Linked DNA regions of Mus musculus: region 2 is linked to region 1. The links are chromatin contacts, called in public Hi-C maps. All regions are on one chromosome and are shown on one strand. Each heading gives the region's core, a stretch centred on a gene start, on an enhancer-like site or on the middle of the called end of the contact. The rest is flanking DNA. Distances are from core to core; before and after follow the strand shown. Region 1 has its middle 23 kb from the start of Zc3h12c. Region 2 has its middle 65 kb from the start of Gm25562.

What was found. A called contact is a pair of places that touch in the nucleus more often than the background predicts.
Region 2: a Hi-C map of the CH12 cell line shows a contact between it and region 1. The contact joins two enhancer-like sites. A contact is called at or near these places in 1 of 39 promoter capture datasets (the HPC-7 cell line), 2 of 484 Hi-C or Micro-C datasets (the CH12 cell line and LSK cells), 3 of 115 datasets of contacts at active chromatin or transcription factors (bone marrow-derived dendritic cells and bone marrow-derived macrophages) and 1 of 9 other capture datasets (pancreatic islet).

Annotation. Positions count from the first base shown.
Region 1 is chr9:52,168,484-52,175,629 of GRCm38.p6, forward strand. It overlaps a transcript of Zc3h12c not described here. Among named protein-coding and RNA genes, the nearest start is that of Zc3h12c, 23 kb to the left of the region's middle. Within about 2 kb of position 4,203, at least 10 of the 459 cell types and tissues checked have an H3K27ac peak or open chromatin away from gene starts, as enhancers often do. A contact at or near this core is called in the CH12 cell line, the HPC-7 cell line and bone marrow-derived macrophages, where this site is marked.
Region 2 is chr9:52,352,286-52,359,431 of GRCm38.p6, forward strand. No RefSeq gene overlaps it. Among named protein-coding and RNA genes, the nearest start is that of Gm25562, 65 kb to the left of the region's middle. Within about 2 kb of position 4,471, at least 28 of the 459 cell types and tissues checked have an H3K27ac peak or open chromatin away from gene starts, as enhancers often do. A contact at or near this core is called in the CH12 cell line, the HPC-7 cell line and bone marrow-derived macrophages, where this site is marked.

The DNA.
Region 1 (7,146 bases), core at 2,953-5,452:
GGCCTCCGTGCCACCCACCTGCAATGTCTTCTCCGCAGCCATCACGGCATGCTCTGGAAGCCGGGCCGGCCCCGGGCCCCCTCCGCCAGGCGGCCGCCTCTCGCCTTAGCGCCGGGCCGCCGCGGCCGCCGCTAGGGCTCGGGCCGAGCGGGACGCTCCCCCATGCCGCCGCCTCGCCCGCACGCCCGGCGGACTGCACGCCAGGGCCGCGGCTCTCAGGCGCCCCGGGGCTCCGCCGCCCGCCGCCGCGCTCCTCGCTCTCTGCCTTGCTCGCCCGCTTACCCGCCCGCCCGCCCCAAGCCGCTGCAGCCACTGCGTACCGCGTTCCTCCCCTCCGCTCTCTTGACTTCCTTCGCTGCCACTGGAGCGGAGCTTGGCAAACCAGCACCTGCTGCTGGAGAACGCCGAGAACTGAAACAGGAAACCCTAAGCCAGGGGGGGAAACCCGGGAGGCTTGGGGAGGGGTGAGGGGAGCTGCTGGGACCTGTCGGGCTCTACCCGAGCCTCCTCCCTGCCCGTGCATTCCCCTCCCGGCCCAACCCTAGGTAGGGTCCCTAGTCCTCTCCCCAGCAAGAACTCTGGTCCCACCCTTGACCCTGACGGCGCCTCTTGTGCTGGCCACAACATCTCCACCTTGCACCAGCCCAGATCATGCCCGGGGCAGCCAAAGAAATCCAAGTGTTGCTTTCTAGGGGCATGTTACTTGTTTGTTGACTTATCATTAATACCTTGAAATGGGGGGTGGGGGCAAACAAAACACCACACCCTGCGTAATAAAGACCACTAAAGGAATTTAAACAAATGAAGCTGTAGGGGATTCACCCTTTGGGAAGGGCTTCCTTCAGCTAGGAAACCGGCTTTGCTGGAAATGGCAATCAACGTCGGAATTGAGGTTAAACCCGAGATGAACACAGATCACTTTAGGTTGGGTGCAGGCAGCCCTGTGCACAGAGGTGAACACCTGTGAATAGCCCTGAGCGCTGAGCGTTCCCGTTTCAGAGAAGTGAACAACACCTAGAGCAATCTAGGTCAACTTCTCAGAAACGCTCCCACCTCTTACTCACCTGCTTATGGAAATGTTAAATCAAAGCCTTACTTCTTGCCCTTGCAGGCTGCATCTAATTCTGAAACAGGAGGAACACTATGCCATCCATCATCAGTAGTTTACTTATCTCATGAAATCGTCACCATAGCCAGGTGAGCAAACTATTAGGATCCAGTTTATCGTCAGACTAGCGAAGTTCTCAAAGTTTATACAACTTAGGTTAGAGGAAAGATCCCTATGTGTTTGTCTCAGGGCTGGCCTAAGACGCCTTTGGCTACACGTTTCACCTTTATTAGAATTGTTTCTTGCTTTTCTGAATTGTTTTCAATAGGACGTAGATCATTTAAGCCTGGATCCCTGGCTACTCAATGTTCTAGTATTCATGATGCTTATTGAAGCTCAAACTGTATAGTTTAAGGTTTCTTTCGTTTTACAAAACCGAAACCCGCCTTCATAGCTCCGTGGAGCAGCACATCTATCCCCGTTACATCTGTTTTGCACTTTAAGTATTGAGGAGGTCCCAGCTGAACGCATCCTTCACATGATGCCCATGGACACTCTGAGCCTAAGAAAGCAGAGTGTCTTACTTAGCCTATTCTCTACTTTTGGCAGACTAATTTGGGGGCCTGTTCAATAAAGATTGCAGACAGGAGGTTGGCGTCTGTGGGCCACAGTTTTAGTATCACTTTGGAGACCCCAGGAAGACTAGCAATCTGCTCTCTGCAGCAGGTCAGATTTTTTTTGGCAAGAAGGATAGAATAGAATACTCTGGGAAAGCTGCCCCTGTACACTCCGCCAAACCTACAGATCTCTGGAGCAGGACTAAGAGAGTGGCAGGGACTTAGAAAGAATTTGGCTGGCAGACAACAGTAAGTAGCAGCCTTCTGACATGACTTTAGTGACACCAGGAGGTTTCTCCATTCTTAATGCAGTGCCGGGACAGCCTTCTTATTCTGCAGTTGACTCAGCCAAATCCCAATGAATGTGGATTAAGCATAGCTGAAGATCAGGGGCACTGTGTTATGTACTTTGGAGATAAGATGAATATCAGCTGTAAAAGCTACTAGTTATTGGATGATTATAAAATTCCAAATACTATTCTTTTCATGAGTTTTCTTGTTTAATGCCCCCAAAACCCGTGTAGAGGAGAACCTGCCATAACCCCCCCTCCCTTTGCAGAGAGAACCAACACCAGAACTACAGGCAGCAGATAACCAAGAGCAGACAACCAAGAGCGCAGGATCTACACTTTAGGCAGTTTGACTCGAGAATTAGGAGCTGTTTAAGAATATGATGTAATAATCGCCCAATATTCACATTGCTGTTTAGCTGGGGAGATAAGAACACCCAAAGAAAACCCTGAGCAAAGGGTTTGCAAAGGGAAATCTGAGGCAGATTGTGACGGGTGAATAGTATTCTGATGAGTTGTAGATAACCAAGATCGTGTCCAAGGACAGCATTGATGAACAGCCAGGGCGATCTGGGGAACAGAGATTCAAAGAAAAAGGCTAGAGAGGAAAAGAAGAGCAGAATCATAGATTGTGTGAAAACAGAAAGGGGGAAGAGGGAGGCATGGAAGAGAGAAAGGAGAGAGGTAAAGATGGCTATTTGGCTCTGGGTAGCCCACTAACCAGTGGAGAATCTGTGACAGGTTTTAGAAGGTCATCTAGAAAACCTCATATTGTAGGTAGACAAGACTACACTCACTGGATGGTCAGAAGGGAATGCGAAGCAAATGCTGAGGCTCACATGGTAGAACAAACCTGAACTAGTGATATGAATGGCAAGGTAAGAGAGGAGAGGAAGAGACTCGTTAATTGTTAAGTGTAAACCTCAGAGGCCTCCTGGATATCTGGGTATACACTCAGTGGGGTGGGGTAAGAGTGGGAGAGTGGGAGTGTGCCGTCACGTGAGTGTAGTGTGAAACCTGAAGGAAAGGCAAAGGGTGGGAGGGACGGAACGACTTCTAAAATCCAGAATTATTCTGTTTTAAATGTGCAGAGTGTCACAGTGTTATCTGTGGGAGATAGTTTAGTATATAGATTTATCTGCTAATGAAAGAAAAAGATGGAAACTTAACATGGTCTCCATTATACAGCAACCAGGTAAGGCTGTTCATTTGCTTGTAAAACAGTGTTGAAAGAAAATTTCTAATAAAAATAAAATGCTTCTATGGCTCTAAGTTAAATAGGCTGTCTGAGACCCCATTTACATCATCCTCTTACCCCAAGCTGTACTTCCTGGTAAGGAGAGAGGCATATACAGGAAGATTTTCACAGGTATAGAGGAAGTTCTAATATTGCAATGAAACATAATTTAATCTGAACCTGTCCTTTCGGTGAGGTAGGAGGTCAAACCCTACTTGTCTAGCAGTAAACTTTCCCTGGGCATCCGGCAAGTCGGGCCCCTTCTTGCTATCAGTTTTGGGGAGTGAATCTATATTTTAGTTATGAGTTCAAGTCTGGACCTGGAATTGCAGGATGGAATTGAAATAGAAGATCTCTTCAGAAAGAACGGATAGGAAGGATGGTTGTGAGAGACACTCTCCTTCCTAAAGTATGCTTTCAGATAGACTAGCACACTCCTAGATTGGAGCTTGAGTCATAAAAGATACAATTTTGGATGCCTGTCCCACCCCACTGTGGCTTGCCTTCATCAAGAATTTCCATTGGTCCCTCTACCTTACATAACAAGGCCAGAGGCTTCAAACAGTTTCAGGGTAAAAACTGTCACGTACTCTGGCAACTACTTGTACTCAGAGGTCTCCTAGTAGTGTCCGTGGGACTTTCCTTATGGATCATTTATGGACCTGAAACTACACTTGGAGTTGCAAGAGTTGCCTCTCGCGTCATGCCTCTACCATTCCTGTCAAAATTCTTACCTTAGCTGAACGGAGATCAGTAGTTCCTCCAGTGTGCCTTCCTCTTCAGCTCTTGAGGAAGGAAACAATCCTTTCCTCTAGCTGACGTGATGGGCTTCGTTCGCAGCTTCTATATCCTTTCGGAAATTCTGCAATTCCAACAACCTATAAATAAAACCTAGCTTCATTCACCCTCATTACTCCACGAAAACTATGTACTAAGTACATGTCCTGTGTAAGACACACAGGGGTATACAGTATGTTCTTGGCCAGTGAGTCTCGGGGGGTGTGGCTACAGCTGCCTGTTAATGCTGCATTCTTAGGGAAGGAAACTAGAAGACATGAGATAACGTGCTGCTGACCAATCCCGGGACTTCATTTTTCTGATGGGTGACCACAAGATTCCATAGCAGCTGTTTGACTCGTTTCTCCAGCATTTGAGGGAAGCCATCAAGGAAAACCACCAAGGATCCACAGGAGCAAAGTTTTCTGTACGCCATAGCCAGAGCCATAGCCATGTGCTAGCTTTCTGAGCCTGGAATGGCAGCACCGTTTTTACCATGTCTGGCAAACACAGGGGATCTGAGAGCAATGGAAGTATCTCTGTTCTCTCCCGGAGAACAGGATTACAGTCCCACTGCAGTGTACACTGCTCAGAACTTTGAGAGGTTTTTCTCTCCAGGTGGGGATTTCAGGGGAATGGAAATGTCTTTCGCACCTCTGCAGTCACCTGCTCTCTGAGAAGGAAACCAGCACTTAGAATTGTAAATATGCAAAATCAAGCTAGCTGAAAACAGTTAGCCTCAAGGGGTCATATTGAAAGATCATTAACTGGTATTATTTGAAAATATAAAAACAAAACAAATAAACAAAAATTAAATAGAGATGGCTTAAATACATGCTGATGGAAGGCTATTTATATTGACATACTCTTCTCATTCATTGATTCTATATGCAGCTGTTAAAGAATAGAGTTGCTTTATGTCTACAAAATAAACCTCAAAATACATTGCTTACTGAAAAGGGAAGGTAGAGAGTGCTTAGCTTTTGTGTGGGGGGAAAAAATCTATGGTTACATAAGCATATGATAGCTCTGATGAACACACAACAGACTGGAGACACTGGTTAGTATGGGCAGAAGGTCTAAAGAACTGGAAGGAAAGGGTAGACGAGAGATTTTGTTGTTCTGTGTACTTAGTTTTTGAACTTTAAGTTGTATGTATAAATTCACCATTCAATAGCTGGGCGTGGTGGCGCACACCTTTAATCCCAGCACTCATTATGTTAAGCAAAACAAGCCAGACTTAGAAAGGCAAACATCACATTTTTCTCTTGTATGCTGAAACAAGTTTGAGATGGGAGAGGAGGGGAAGAGGGAGAAGGGGAGGTAGGGAGGGAGAGACAGAGATTCAAGAAGAAGGAGAACTATTTGGGGAGGCAGAGGCAGGCGGATTTCTGAGTTCAAGGCCAGCCTGGTCTACAAAGTGAGTTCCAGGACAGCCAGGACTATACAGAGAAACCCTGTCTCGAAAAAACAAACAAACAAACAAAAACAAAAAACAAAAAACAAAAAACAAAAAACAAAAAAAAATTCACCATTCAAAAACACTATTTAAAAGGCAATTTTTATCGATAATGTATCTTTTGGTTGGTACATTTCTACTGAATTCCATAAATAGTCAGGTATTTTTAAAGTAATAGAAATAATTCCAACTTTACACATGGTTGGTGGGAATGCAAATTAGAATAGCCACAATGGAAATCAAGGTTCCTCAAAAAGCTAAAAATAGAACTACTAAATGACAAAGCTATTTCACCACCCAAAGAAATGAAATCAGCACACTATAGAAATACTGATGTACCTGCAGAATTAGCGTAGGTGCCAATCAATAGGTGATATGGATAAAAAAATGCTGTATACACAATGGAGTATTAATTCACTCACAGTGAAGACCAAAATCGTGTTATTTGTAGAGAATCAGTTGAACATGAGATCATTATGTTAAGCAAAACAAGCCAGACTTAGAAAGACAAACATCACATTTTTCTCTGGTATGCTGAGATGGGGGAGGAGGGGAAGAGGGAGAGGGGGAGGTAGGGAGGGGGAGACAGAGATTCAAGAAGGAGAACTATTTGGGGGGAAGAAGAAGACTGGTGGGAACAAGCAAGGCCTTAACAAGAGAGGAAATTGGTAAGATCAAAGCACATTCTATGCCTGTATGAACATACCATAATGAATCCACTTAGTCGGTACAATTAATAGATATTAATCAAAAAGAAAGACACTGTTCTCAGTGACAAGGATGAGGAAGTGAAGGAAGCCCTGTGAGTTGCACGTGTGGAGTCTGGGGCTTCCCAGCAAGGGAAAGATTTCCATTTCCATGATCATGTGGAAGGGGAGATCCCAAGATTGCTTAAAGATTCCCAGACAGAATTAATGGATTAGTCACAGTGCTTACAACTTAGTTGCTAAAACTCTAACCTCAGAGTCTATGAGGTTTTTTTTTTTTTTTTTTTTTTTAGAAAGGAACTACTTTAATTAAGGGAAACATTTGGGGGGTGCTCTCATAGACAGAGACTGGAAGGAGTGCTTCTAGATAAGCCGCATGGCAGGTCAGATAGCGGTACAAGCAGACTGAACACGGTGTGGTTTTTCATAATGCTCATCACCTAGAATTCTATTTGCCTATGCTAGTGTCTTTCTGTATTACAATGTAAGTCCCACTGCTCTGTCTTTCTCCCAAAGGTCTTCAATTCTTTTGTCGTACTAGGAATGTGACAATCGAGTTAGAGAGTTGGACACCCCAACATTCCAACCTGTGGCTATTTATTTCTCTTTGATCTGTTAGAAGGTAGCGAAGACACGCCCATAGGAACTAGGACTCAGGATTGTAGCCTTTAAAAGAGAGGTCAAAGTAAAAAATTCAAATCCCAAAGTGAATGGGAAATCAGAAAACTCATCAGATGTGGGGAAATGAGAGGAGGAGTTGACTACTGAAATATCTGGGGCAGTACAGGCAGAATAAGAAAGAGGAAGAGGAGGGCAAGGAGGAGGAAGAAAAAGAAGAAGAGGTGTGTGTGTGTGTGTGTGTGTGTGTGTGTAGGGGTAGAAAATGAAAAGGATGCCAATCAGCCAGCAAACAAATGAAAAGAAACTGTCTTATAAACAAACAACCAAGTGTGCAGCAAGAAATGAGAAGTCAGCCTTGTAGTAAGGCTGCAACGTCAGGAAGTGCAGGAT
Region 2 (7,146 bases), core at 3,221-5,720, 180 kb after region 1:
ATACATCTATGCAACAGTATTGATTTCATGGACATTTTCTGAAAGTTTGTAACATTAAGAAAGCCCAAATCTACAGTCCTCAGACAGGTTTCCTCTGCAGAGTCCGTGCTATTGAGATACTCATGCTGTAGGCCAGGCTGACCTTGAACTCAGAGATCCACCAGCCTCTGCCTCCAAGTGCTGGGATTAAAGGCATGTGCCCCTACCGATGGGCCCAAATCCATATTTCTAACCTAACTTGTGGTCTCAGTGATTAGGTATAGGCTAAAACTGTAGGGGAACCGTCTTCTCTTATATATACCATGCTAGTAGCCTATGGTTTCCTACTAGGGGACTGTCATGTGAGTACAGAATAGCTTAAGAATGTGGAAGAATGTGGTTACTCTTTCTGGGATTTAAGGTAACTCCATTTTGGCACTGTGAGCAGGTTCCAGGACATAACCATAGTTACTTCAAACGTCAGTGAGAATATGCTTAGAGATTCCTCACCCAATTACTCATCTCACCCAGAAAAGTTACCTAACAGGAACATTTGTGCTATAGCATTGACAGCACTCACGTTCACACACACACACACACACACACACACACACACACACACACACACACACACACACACACACACACCTTCCTTCTAAAGAAGGAGCCTAAAGATAAAAGCAGTCTGCATGACATAACTGCATTACCAAGGCTTCCATGGAAGGGTGGTTTGACTTGTGGGAAAATGAGGATTTGTTTACATCAGAAGCCTTTCCAAGGAGATCTGGATTCAGACCGAGAACCCGATTGTGGCTGCCTGTTTCTGTTAACCTGTTGCCCATGTTTATCACATTAAACACAAGGAGAAGGGTCTGGATCAGCAATTCCCATCTTCAGGGACTGTGTCTTTGCCAGAATCATTTCCAGTTACTGGTTGGAGGATGCAACCATGACCATAACACCCAGGAGGGGGCAACGAATCTCTGACTTTAATCAGCACTACTAATTCTATATAGGCCATTTGTCTACTCTACAGGGAACTGTGATTTTAAAAATTATTTTAGTCAACATGTAATAACCATATGTACTGATATGTTACAGTCCCTTTTTAGTGTGTAGTTTTGATGCATGTTAGTGTATCTGTCATCTCAAATATCCGTCATTTCTTCATGATGAGGACATTCAAAATCCTGTACTTGAGCTATTTTGAAATGCACAGTAAATAACTGTTAACTGCCATTACTCTGACATTCCTACTCATTGATTTTATTCATAATTTTTGCTGTCTTTTCTGTCAATCACAAACCTTTATACCTTTCCCCTTCTAAGTAACTGCAACCACTACTTTCTCTGCTTCTATGAAGTCAATTACTTAGCTTCTGCATTTAAGTGAGAGTGTGGAACGTTCATCCTTTTGTGTATGACTTATTTCTCCCAATCCCACATTATTCATCCATCAGTAAAAAGGGGTGCTCTGTTCATGACTCGTAGCCACCGAACTTTCTGAAAAGTAACATATCAGCTTCCTAGCCTCAGAAAGCAGCTCATATTCACCCTTTCAGCTCTTTATCAACAGCACTTGGAAATTCCACCTAAGTTTCTATTTATTTTGTCTCTGTGTATCTATCAAGCTTTGGAAGGTATAGAATTTCTTGTAGTTTTGGGCTTACATTTTTTTCTTGGTGCAGTCACTGCAAAACGATGAGGCCAGAGCAAGAAAAAAATAATAAAGGGTAGAGTCTGGAACTCAGCGCTTTGAAGAGCTCAGCCTACACTTGAGGCCCCACTGCCCCCAGGACAGCTTAGTTTAACTTCTCAGCATCATGGACAAGGCAGAGCCTTGGCTTTCTTTTCTAGTATGTTGTAAAATGACTTGGGACTTACAGATGAATGGCTAATCAATGTCCCCTGGAAAATATCAAACTCTGCTATAATTTCCATTTAAATAAACATGTCTTCTGTATTCTACAACAAAATGTGCTTCGATCGCTCATTCAATAGAATTTGAATTTCAGATATTGAAAGGATAGAGTCCTTTATCTTAGAGGTCTTCTATCTTTAAAGATGACCTCATAGATCCAGAGAGCCTTTCAATAAACGTGTTCTCAGTAGTCTTTGAGGGAACTTCGGTCTTAGTGTGTTATTAATGGTCAATGTCAAGGATCCTGGCCACCGAGGGCTTTGGTCACCACCATTATCTATTCCATAGTGAATCAGATTCCATTTAGATTTAGGGTTAAGCCATTTTCTCTGAGAAGGTAGGTGACTTTTTCCTGGGTCGTTTGGGGATATTAATTATCTAGCAAAAGTTAGCTACAGAAGTTAAAATCCAATTAATAAAAAAAGAGAGAAACATTATTTTGAAAGGTCAAAAGTCACGGGGATCAAGAGATTTTGGTAGTCTCTTTTGAACATTTAAACTAGTGCCCTCTCTATGCATCCATGTGCCTTCCCCACCCTCACATGCCTGATTAATGCCCTCTCTGTATGCATCCATGTGCCTTCCCCACTCTCACACGCCTGATTAATGCCCTCTCTGTATGCATCCATGTGACTTCCCTACTCTCACATGCCTGATACCTCTCTTTCTCCTCCCCCTCCCGCTGGGCTGCTTCTTCCTGAATTTGCTCTACTTTGTTCAGACCCAGTCTTTGCTATTATCCATCAAATACATACAGAACTCACATCCTTCCTCGCTGTCAATGAGGTCTCCTTATTGGCCAAGAGTGCCCAGAACTGTATTCAAACCCCAGCTTCACTTCTTATTAACCTACAAAGGCTTTCTTTTGTTTGAATTGGTTTTTAGACATTGTAGTTCCTGGGTAAATATAAAAATAATTTAAATATAATTACATTATGCTTCCAGCCCCTCAGAAAAATCATTTTGTGGTATAAACTTTTAAAGCTACTCTATGTTTTGGTTTGCTCGCACAAAAAACATGATTAATATAAAGGTGTCTAATGATTATCATAAAGGTTAGCTCAGATCAAAGATACTGTGCTTAAGAAGATGTCTGTCACATAAGCTCTCGATAGCACTGCCTGAAAAGCATCACATGGTTTTTACTGAGTTTTAAAAGCTTAGTCAAGACCATTTTTTCTAACTCTACTGACATTTGTTACTGTCCTCTCAGCGGCCGTTCTCAGCTCTCATGTGACTTTTGATATCACACAGGTGGCTTTGGCATAGTGAGAAGAGCCCTGAATTAGGCATCTGTAGTGTGGGATGGAGAGCAGGCGGGCCCTGTCACATACTTGCTAGATTCTGGTAGCTTGAACCTTCTGAGCCCATTTCCTCACAGCAGGGAGGCCACACAGACAGATGTTTTAACCCGTGCCACGTCCTGTTCCAGATTCATTACATGGATCTAACTTTTTCAATACCCTTTACAAACACATTCTGAGGAGGATGCTGTTATCTCTACTGTGTGGATGGGGACACTGGGGCTCAGAAAAGAAGATCTGCTTGCAATGGAGAGGTAGGACAGAAGGCCAAGCATGTGCCTGTGACCACCCCTCATGGAAAGGCTTGTGTTCTCACACGTGGCGTGTAAGGGGGTGCTGGGGGGAGGGAGATGTTTACTGTGTTTGTTTCATATCCCCGTGAGAATGTATACTTCCTCAGAGTATATGGTATGCTTTGGGTCTTGATCTCTACTCTTTTTCCTTAGTACCAATTTGCAATTACAATTCACATTTAATAAATTTCCTGTTGACTTAAATGTGTGCTTTCTCTTCTTTAGCTTTCTCTCCCGAGGGCTTTCTTGCAGCCTGTTACACGAGTGAGTGTCCGGACAGTGATGTCAGAGTGTAGTCACCAACATTAACCATGACACGACACTAATACTAATGGTAAAATCGAAGGCTGCCGTCCACATCCGCAGTAGCAGGCAGTGCGGGTGGATCGCCTCGTTTAGGAGTTGGCCGTCCTAGGAATTGGAAGAAATAGAAGCAGAAGATGAATTACAGATTGCACTTAACCTGTCTTACCGTAGATGGGGAAATTGAGTGCTGGAGTAATTGTGTAACTGTCTTAATGTCACAGGACTAACGGGAGGTGATTCTTAGAAGCCCTGATCTGAATGCTACTGTGTTCAAAAGCCTCCACCGTCTTCAGTTAAAGAGAGACAGGAAAGAGCACAACTGGCATTTCTTAGCCACCTTCTCATTTGTTGTTTTACAATAGTTCACTGTCAAAATTATAATTTTGTAAGTATGGTTTTTAGTTTGTGGTAAAATCCATCATTTAAGCCATCTTCCGTGTACCGTTAAAGTTTACTAAAACACAGTTTATAGCCATCAGCACTATCTGTTTTCAGAGTCTTCCCGTAGTCCACACTACAAACCACAATTGTTTGACATTAACTTCCTTTTCCCCCTTCACCCCATGATGTAAATATGTTTTCTTTCAGGATATGAACAAGACCATTTGAACTCTTGAGGGCTGTCTGGCTGAGAACTTTGGTCACAGAGGCCCTGGTGAATTCTGTACCATCTAGCTGCTAATAGCTGACTCACTGTGGTTTGGGGCCTCGAAGCTTGTCCTATTCTTTCACTTCCTATCTGATAGAGGGCCCTGGGGGACAGGTGGCTTATCCTACCTGAACCAGGCTTTAAAGATTTCTCCTGTCAATTCTCCTCTGTTGCAGCAACATCCTTATGGCAAGGGCGCAGAATTTATGAGTCATCAGCCTTATTTACTTCAGAGCGACTTATAATGGCAAAAGGAAATGGCCGAATTTATTTGACATGGATCCACTGATTCTCAGGGTGAGGACAGAGAATCCTTTATCTTCTAGGCAGAAAGCATCCATGTCTCAGTAATGAATGGAACTGCGATGAAGCGGTTGGGCTGTAAATCCTAGGCTTCATCCATTTGTACACAAGATCACCCTGAAGGCAACTGACAGCCCTGGATCTCTGCTCTTCACTGACCCTTCCCAGAAATCCCTCTGACCATAGATAGTGGCAAACTGCTCATCTGTTTTGTCCAGTTCATGAAATAAACACAGATTTCTGGCCATACCTCACAGATGCTTAATGTTGCATTCTACCTATGCTCTCTGCTCAGTGTCGGTCACCCACACATCCCACTTCCTACCCCTTTGCCATATTGTCTTCCTTTACATACACTATAAAGTCTGTGTTTTGCTGTCTAGCTTTACTGAGTAACCTCTTTGATTTCCCTATGTGCCTTCAGACAATCTTATGTTACTATGAAACCTTCATTAATAAACAATAAAGAGTTGATAATGGTTTTATAAACTTCTTTTGTCCTGGTTGTTATTGATATATAGGTCTAGTCTCACCTCATTTAAAACACTTTTGCTGAGTGACAGTCTGTGACTAAGAGTACCTTAGAGGCCCCAGCTTCTCCTTAGAGCCTCCAGCTTCTCCTTAGAGGCCCCAGCTTTTCCTTACAGGCTCCAGCTTCTCCTTACAGGCTCCAGCTTCTCCTTGGAGGCCCCAGATTTTTCTTAGAGGCTCCAGCTTCTCCTTGGAACACACACACAGAATCAGAGTGGAAATCGAGGGACAAACATGGTGGCTTCTAGAGGCAGAGACAGATGTTGCTTACGTTAGGATGTCATAATGAACAGAGTAAAATGCTTTTAAGTATTCTTTTCCCATGTTTTATAAATGGGATCCAAATCAGACAACAGTTGCATGTCATAATCATTTATACATTTTGTATATATTCCTTTCATCTCTTTTATTTTGTAGGTTTTAAAGAGAGATTGAGATTAATCACACATAATTTCTTGAAACCTAATTTTGCTGATTTCATATTTGAATGCTTTCATCTTTTTTATTATTTTAACTCCTTTATTTCATGTGTATGTGTACATATGGTCTGCATGTCTGTGTGTATGTATACTCTCATGTGTGTGTGCAGGTGTGTGTGTGTGTATGTGTGTGTATGGGTATAGGCACATGTGTGTGGAGGTTGAGGGAATGGTTGGCTCTTTTGAGATAACAGTTTTCCACTATAAAAACTGAGGCATGGCCTCACAATTGAACCCAGAGCTCACTAAAGCAGGCTTGCATCCCTTGCTCCAGAGATCTTGTCTCTGCATTTCACATACTGGAATCACAGGTAAGCTCTTTATGCTCACCTGAAATCTCCATAGGTACAGAGGACTTCAACTCCTGTCCTCAGATGACTAGAGGGCAAGTGCTTTAACCATTGAGCTATCTCCCCAGCCCCCATTTCATAGTTTTCTTAGGCATGCGTCTCTCTCAAGCATTCCATATAAAGTTATCCTTAAGTAGGAAGGCAGAGGATGTCCTCCGTGGTTGTCACCTGCCCCTGAGATCCAGTGTCTGGTTCCTGACTAGGGAATGTCAGAGTGGAGCAAGTGTAAGTCATTTGACCAACTCCTCCAGGAGAGTGACTAACGCAGCTCCAGCCAGACATGAGGCCTCTAACAGTCCAACCCATGCACTTTGTACTACAGAAAAACAATGAGAACAAGACTGTCATTTCCATCATATATGTGTTCTTCCTAACTATTGACTCAGGAATTTGACTCTGTTTTCTATGTATCCTCTGTTTGCAATGGATGAACCATGCTCTTTTTATGGTGCATAATATTACCCAGGATGGCAGTAATTTTGCATGCAAATGAAGTAGAGGGATCTGGGAGAGACTATTTGCATATTCATGGGAGTGGGGAAAAAAGAGCTGGCCTCAGAGCCTTTTCACCTGTGTTCCCTTTGGCTCTGAGACAACAGGCGGGCAGCTTGATGGCTATCGGGGTCATAGTTAAATCATCTCTAAACTTCTAAGACTTGCTCCTTAAAATCTAGCTTGCAATTCTAAAATGCTCAGCTGAACTAGGGTGTAGTTGGTACTGTAACAAGAGTCTTTTCAAGTTCTTCAGCTAATCTGATTTTTTTGCTGTTTTAAAGGTTAAAAATATATATACTTTATTTGCATAAAGTTGCAAAACAAACAATGAAAATTAAAAAAAGTGAAAATTAATATCCACAAGAGCATAGGAGACACGGGGTAGGAAGGAAAGAGGGATGGAAAGATACATCTAATTACATAATTTGTCTTTGAAATTATGTTAGTATTTAAAAAAAAATCAAACAACAAAGGCAAATAAAAAGATTTACATCTCCAAAGTGAGGAACACAATGAAACAAATCTAAGCGGTTCCT